Linked DNA regions of Gossypium hirsutum: region 2 is linked to region 1. Evidence: chromatin contacts called from public Hi-C data. All regions are on one chromosome and are shown on one strand. Each heading gives the region's core, a stretch centred on a gene start, on an enhancer-like site or on the middle of the called end of the contact. The rest is flanking DNA. Distances are from core to core; before and after follow the strand shown. Region 1 holds the start of LOC107953525 (ribulose-phosphate 3-epimerase, chloroplastic). Region 2 holds the start of LOC107953510 (protein EARLY FLOWERING 5).

Region 1 (3,458 bases), core at 675-3,174:
CATCAACCACAAGAGGCCCAATTGTAATGTTTGGAACAAATCGGCCATCCATTACATCAACATGGATCCAATCACAGCCAGCAACTTCTACTGCTTTCACCTAGAAAATTGTGGAAGTCAAACTTTGAAAAGAAGCTCCAACTTGAGTTAAAAATATCATTGAGGTAAACAATGCAAGAGCAGCTAAAAAAGCTAACATGTTGCTACTGATATTGGCTTAAAGTCAAATACCAGAAGAATAATGCAGATTATAGTCCGTTGTCTGTGTTATAGAAATTATTGAACATTTGACAGTAATAATTTACAAGAAAATCAGAAAAAAAATTCATAGTACAAGAAATAAAAAGAGAAATAAATGACAAGGTTGACTTTGAGATCTCAAATTCAGGTTTTACCAGTGTTAACCATGTATAGGCGAGTTGGTTTGAGTTCAGTTAGTTCAATGCTTGTAATGATTCATTCTGATGGTAACTAATGATATAATTGTAAGTTGTAACTTCAAAAAAAAGAATAACAAACCTGCTCCCCCAACTTTGCGAAATTAGCAGAGAGAATAGATGGAGAAACAATGATATCGCTTTTTGAGAATTTATCAACTCGAGATGTTGCCTTCACTACCGTAGAAATTCTCCTTCTAAAGGTTTCAGAGAAAAGGTAATATTAAAATATTGTATGAGAGTTGGAAGAACAAACTCAAATCCAATAGTTGGAAATGTGAGGGAGAATAGGAAAACATAAAGTTCCTCAAAATCATGCGAAAGTGAATTGGAACTAATGAAAACTGAATATTGTCAGTTAATTGACAATTTTCATAAGCATTAGTGTCCCTGTGAACCAATAGTTGCATTCTAAATCCTAAAACAAGACCAATAAAAAGGCGTTACAATGTCACCGGTGCACTTCCTACCATAGAAGACCAATTTTTAGGGATGAGATAACAATTTGCAATCTTTAAATCTTATGAAAAGTAAAGAATTTCAGCACTGCAAGGAAATAACTAATGACATAATTGAAGTTTTAACCATTTGGTACAAACTTTAATGGTCTTTGCTACTAATATCATGTGAATGCAACACCTTCACCTGTGTTTCAATCCGGAAAGAATAGAGGGAAACATATTAAAACATTGTAGTTTGAGAATGCAATGTCAAAATGCATAACTTGTACTGATGGTCACTATCCAAATCACAAGCCTAACTTTGAAATTAGCATAAATATGCAAACATATGGCGAAAATCCGAAAATAAATCCACAGTTATGCTCCTAAGTAAGCACCAGACATACAAAATAAGTTTCACCAAGTTGCATATTCAAATTTCTTATATCGAACATTAAGAAACTAATAATTTAACTATAAATAAAACCCCGAAGCTTATTTAATTCAATTGAGTTTAGCTACCTTATATTCTTGAGGTGTCCTTCACTTTCCACTGAAATTTCTAAACTGGGTTTTATTGCCAACATCCATAAATTTGCTTCTTTACCATATAAAATTCTATTTTTTTACAAAGTCTAATAAGAATGAGCCAAAAAGAAAGGCAACCCAGAACAAGAACTCAAGAAAGAAAAAAGAATACCTTGTAAAAGAAAGTGTCTTGGGTTGAGAAACATGGGTTCTTAGAACCCCAAGTCCCCCTCCAAAGCCATTAATCTGAGTTGATGAACACAATGAAGAAGCAGTTGACATCTTTCACTTATCTTTTTTGTTTCCTAGTTGCCTATCTTTTGATCTTTAGTTTTCTAATCTACAAAGGAGGTGGGAGGGGGTTTTGAAGGTTAGGTAGTGAGAGCTTTTATTTGCTTGTTCAAAAATATCACCACCAACAAGGCAGGCAGCAAAGACTTGGAGCCCCATAGTATAAATAGTCGAGAAAAAAAGAAAGAAAAAAATCTGGGGAAAATTTAGGAATGGATTCATGTATTGAGGACACGTGTGAAGCTGATTTGTGGGTTACTGTACTTATCCTCAACGGTTGGTTGGCGTTCTATATTGCTGATGTAAGGGAAAGAGTTAAGTTATGGGGAATTGGGTCAGCCTCTCAATTTCGTTTGCAACTCCAAATAGTGGGATGGGGCACTTAAGTTGGTAAAATATTTAGGAGTTTATTGTATTTTGTTGTATTTATTCAAAAAAATAAATAAATTCATCGGTCTATCACATCATGATGTTGAACATTTTTTATCAAGTTATCATGTCACGACGCGATCCTGAGTATTGAACGTTGCAACGAGGCCTACGTAGTATGTTGTGCCATGACATTAACCCAATGTTTTGAAACTTTTACAATTTGGTCTGTTTTGAATCTAGGCTTAAAAAAAGTTTTTGTAAGCTTGTATAAGACCCAAAATTAATATCATATTATATTATATGCATGATTTACCTATATTTAAATATATAGTGGCATTGGATTGAATATGATTGGTCATAGTTGCTCTGGCAATGAATGTGATAACTCATGACTCGGACCTAGCAATCGAGTCGAGAATTAGGGTGTTACATTTAGTGGTATCAGAGTTATAGGTTTACCCGATTCTCGGACTAAGTCGATATTAGAATTGAGTCTAGAGGTACATGTTAAAGTCGAGTCATGAGGTTGGTTAACCTTCTAATTAGGGATCTAAATCACTATTACTCCTAAATTAGTTCAAATTTACCTCTCGACCTCAACTTTACCAATATTAACAAATTAGTTTGATTTATCTCTCGATCTCACCAAACTAACTCAAGATTATCAAATTGATGCTCAATAAGATCTCCTCTCAGCCTCACTTATCTTAATTTTCTCTTAGGGTCGTCAAGCATAAGTTTTTAAGTTTATTCAATTTAGTCTATTTTTTTGCGATTTAGTCCTTGAACCCAAAAATCAATTACTCATCACTTCCATCAACCAACCACTTGGGATTTAGCTACTCATGCTCATATTTGAACTCATTAACAATAAGAAATCAAATAAAAACTCCATTAACTTAAAATAAAAGTGATAAAGACTCGAGCTCTTTTGCAAAAGCTTGAATAACATAACAATAACAACAATGAAGATAAATAAAAACACTCAAGATAAGATTTTTAACATAAGAAATGTCAAAAAATTGATTGATTTTAAACTAATGATTAAAGTGTAACTACAAGGAAGTTTGAAGGGCTTAACAAGTAAATAAATCCTAACTATAGTAATAACCAACTTAACTACTAGCTAAGGAACTAAGAAAAAAATAAAACTATAAAATGAACAATGAAAATAAACCCTAAGCTATGGATTGGAGAAGAAAAACTAAACCCTAAAAGATGAAGAGAAAATGTAAAACTAGCTAATGATAAGTTTTTTTTTCTTAGCCAATTATGACTTTTTTAGTAATTTTTCTAACCTAACATTTATACCCAAAATGCCCCTTAGCGTGTTTTTTTTTTTTGGTGTTGAAGTTGGACAAGTTCTGCCTCTGCGGTCATTTTTTGTCTT
Region 2 (3,458 bases), core at 715-3,214, 170 kb before region 1:
AGGCTCCAAAGCAAATAGAGAGTCCATCAAAAAAATAATTGTACATGTTAGTCATCTGATTCAAATCTTACTTCAGGCTTAGGATGCTTTGCTCTCTCTTCCTCTTCTGCAGTTGTCCTTCTGCGAGGAGGCCCCAAGTGACTGCAGCAGAAGACAAACAATAGTAGGTAAATAAGAATTGGGAGATGATAAGAATGAAGCATTAACAAACATATTAAAACGATAATGTCTATTTACCTGAACATAACAGGGGTCTCACCCTTCTCCTTCATTTTGTCTTCGAATTCCTGACCAAGGGAGTAATGAAAACTGTAGTTATCTCATACAGACATGTAATTCTAATAAATGTCAGAAAAACCATAAATTATTACCTTCCTCTTCTTTAAGACAAGATTAAGTGTGTCTTCGAGTTGTCTCTTCTTGTGTTTTCTTGCTTTGTCTAATGCACCTTCAGCCTCTGCAGTAACTCAACAAAGTTATTGATCAGATTCTAAAATTAAAATCAGCAAAGAAATAATCAAATGTATTAGTAGAGAGAATAAGGTGAACAGAGGACACAACAAAATGAAGCAATAAACATTCAATAGGAATCACTGCTACATTGTACAAACCTACTTATAATACCTCTATGATACCCCCTGTCAACCTTTCTTCACATAAGAAAGAAAGAAGGAATTGGGAAAAGATAACTTATCTAGGTAGTTAATATCTATTTTTTCGTTAAGATCGCCATCTTACACTAGGAAAAAGTCAATTCATTTCCATCTTTATGCCGTATTTGATCAAACAAATACTTCACAGAAGGAAGACATATAGCCAAACATCCTAGTATTGACTTAAAAAAAATCAAATCATTGCTTAAAGGAAATACTGATTTTCTTCCATTTGTTTAGAAATTATTATGTTTCTCCCGCTAGTAAAAACTCAGCTAATGCCATGTTCAAGGAAATGTCCAAACACCACAAAAGATAATAACCAAAACCTACTCCAGATGAAGTAAAAATAAAGCAAAAAAAAACCAATCAGTAACGAAGGCTTGTTCAGTCCCTTCATTAAAAGTACAGTCCTAAATTTTTTACCACTATAGGTAAAAAAGGATAAAATCCAATGCTTTAAAATTTTGCAATTAAAGCATAACCACCACCATAAGCTCTACTCTTATTCGAGTTCAGTAAACAGAGATATTTACTCATTAATCAATCATGAAACATCTAAAAAGAACGACTTACTCATCACTTCTAACTTCTCAATCTGCTCCATGATTGCCTGAGGATCCTTCTTCAAAATCCCCACCTCCCTCACCTTCTTTCTTTCCTTCTTGTTCTGTTATAACATATAAAACACCAACCACGATTTAAACATTCAAATGTACGTGAATGCTAAAACCGAGACAAGACTTATATTTATAAATTATGCAATCCTCTACTATGTTTTTTTTTTCCAATTTTGAATAAATAAAATTCAACAGCTTATTTAAGGCGAATATTAAATTTAAAGAAAATAATTTCCCCAGGGTTCTTCGGAAATTCACCTTTTTTAAGTAAATATTAAAACAACCGAAAAAAAAATCAATTTAGATGACATCTTTTTTCCTTACCCTTTCAAACCGAAACAAAGAAAAAAAAGCCAACAGGAAGATCGAATTGAATCCGAAACAATTAAAACCAAGAATTGAGTATCATTGAAGTAAAAAAAAAAAGCAGAAAACCATGAAAAGAAACGGAAAGAAGTAGGATTGTACCCGTTTAAGTTCTTTCTTACGAAGCTCCTTACGGTAGGCATCCGTAGGGTTCATAACTTTGCCCCCTTTCGTCGTCTTCATCTTCTATTTCTCTTTGAAGCTCTGTCTTCTTCACAAATTTTCTTAAATCTTTTAGGGCTTCTTTCTCCTCCTGCTCGTTATTATTCCGATTTCAAATTAGGGGAAAGAAAATCGATCGGCCTACGATGTTTCGGATATACACATTATTTTTACTGTCAAAATTACGGTTTTCTCCTTATCTTACTGAAGCTTGGGTTGGGCTTAAACTTTTTCAATGGCCGGGCATTTTCATATTTACGCCTATCCTTCCTTCAGGCCCAAATAATTATTTTTTGGATTAAATATTAATTTGGCCCCTGAGCTATACCTCATCCAACAATATGATATCTCAAGATTTTTTTATCAATTTGGCACCTATACTATTTCGCCATCTCCCAAAGTTGTCCATTTCGTTACAGAATTATGACATGGCCAGACTGTGTTAGTGACACGTGTCTAAGTCTTAGAAATAGAAAAAGCATAAATGACATGAATTTTATACGTCAAATAAATGGAGGAATTTAAAAGAAATAATTGTGGCTTTTATTTTTTCAATTTCCTGTTAGAATATTCATTCAAAAACATAAATTCCTTTGACGTTCAACAACGTTAACTTGAATGGTTAATTACTAATTTGGTATCTAAACTATAGTTAAAATATAATTTAATTTTTTTAAATTTTTCTTAATAATATTCTAAACAAATTTAAAAAACTTAAAATTAAATATAAAATATTAAAAGTATATTAAAAAAAGCTTATATATAAAAAAAACCCTTAATAAAATATAAAAAAATCAATTAAACCCCTGTATACCACACGATCCTATGCCACACATGGTTGCATGACATGGCAATGTGGCCTATTGGTTTTTTGTGCAAGTTTGTCCACACAGTCATAGTGAGTTACACGGCCTGGCGTCACGGTCGTGTGTCCCTGAATTACACGGGCATAGTTTGATACACGATTTGACCGCACGGTCATGTCCTTGAGCCACACGAGCTGAGCTCTATCGCACAGCCTGGTCACACAGCCGTGTGACCCATATTTTCACTTTTTATCTGAATTTTTGTAAAAACTTCAGTTTAGTCCAGAACTATTCCTGATTTGTTTTAAATGCTTCGCATGCTCGATTCAAGTCTGAATATAATTGAATAACATGGAAATGGTTGTAATTCAATTATGAAATGAATTATTTGGTTATCTATGACTAGGTAGTGAACAATGTTAATGTTTTACCATTATAATACCTTATAGCTAAGGTCGGCCGACCGGATCGAGTATAAGGTGTTAAATTCGCACTCAATTAAGCTCCTGCTGTTAATTAAAATAATCAATTAAGCTTATCCGTTAACAGTTTTCATTATTGACCATGTTGACCGTTAAAATAAATTGGTAGACCAATAAAATAGTGACACGTGACAGCTTCAGGATTAATATAATACTTTTACATTAAAATGATTAAAAAATTATAAAGAAAAACATAAATATTATTTTTTTAAGGGAAAGTGGGTTATTTTTTATTAATAAAACAATAAAACACAAAACAGCCTACTAACTAAAGCAACAAAGGAAACAAAACAAATAAAACAAAGTAACTCATCAATGAGTTGGCCGCCATTCAATGAACTGAGACCTTTTCAAATTCCCAAAGCCATC

The links. Hi-C and Micro-C count contacts between places; a contact is called where the count stands out from the background.
Region 2: a contact with region 1 is called in a Hi-C map of leaf, with 1.7 times the contacts expected there. The contact joins the promoter of LOC107953510 here to the promoter of LOC107953525 in region 1. A contact is called at or near these places in 3 of 34 Hi-C or Micro-C datasets (callus and leaf).

What each region holds. Positions count from the first base shown.
Region 1 is chrD07:7,919,910-7,923,367 of Gossypium_hirsutum_v2.1, reverse strand. It overlaps LOC107953525 (ribulose-phosphate 3-epimerase, chloroplastic), which reads right to left and starts at 1,924. Exons shown (of 10, transcript XM_016888852.2): 1 at 1,578-1,924; 2 at 520-634; 3 at 1-100. The coding sequence starts at 1,687.
Region 2 is chrD07:8,091,726-8,095,183 of Gossypium_hirsutum_v2.1, reverse strand. LOC107953510 (protein EARLY FLOWERING 5) reads right to left here and starts at 1,964. Exons shown (of 9, transcript XM_016888835.2): 1 at 1,742-1,964; 2 at 1,230-1,323; 3 at 372-457; 4 at 238-287; 5 at 72-141. The coding sequence starts at 1,822. LOC107953511 (a long non-coding RNA gene) reads left to right here and starts at 3,368. Exons shown (of 4, transcript XR_005916048.1): 1 at 3,368-3,458.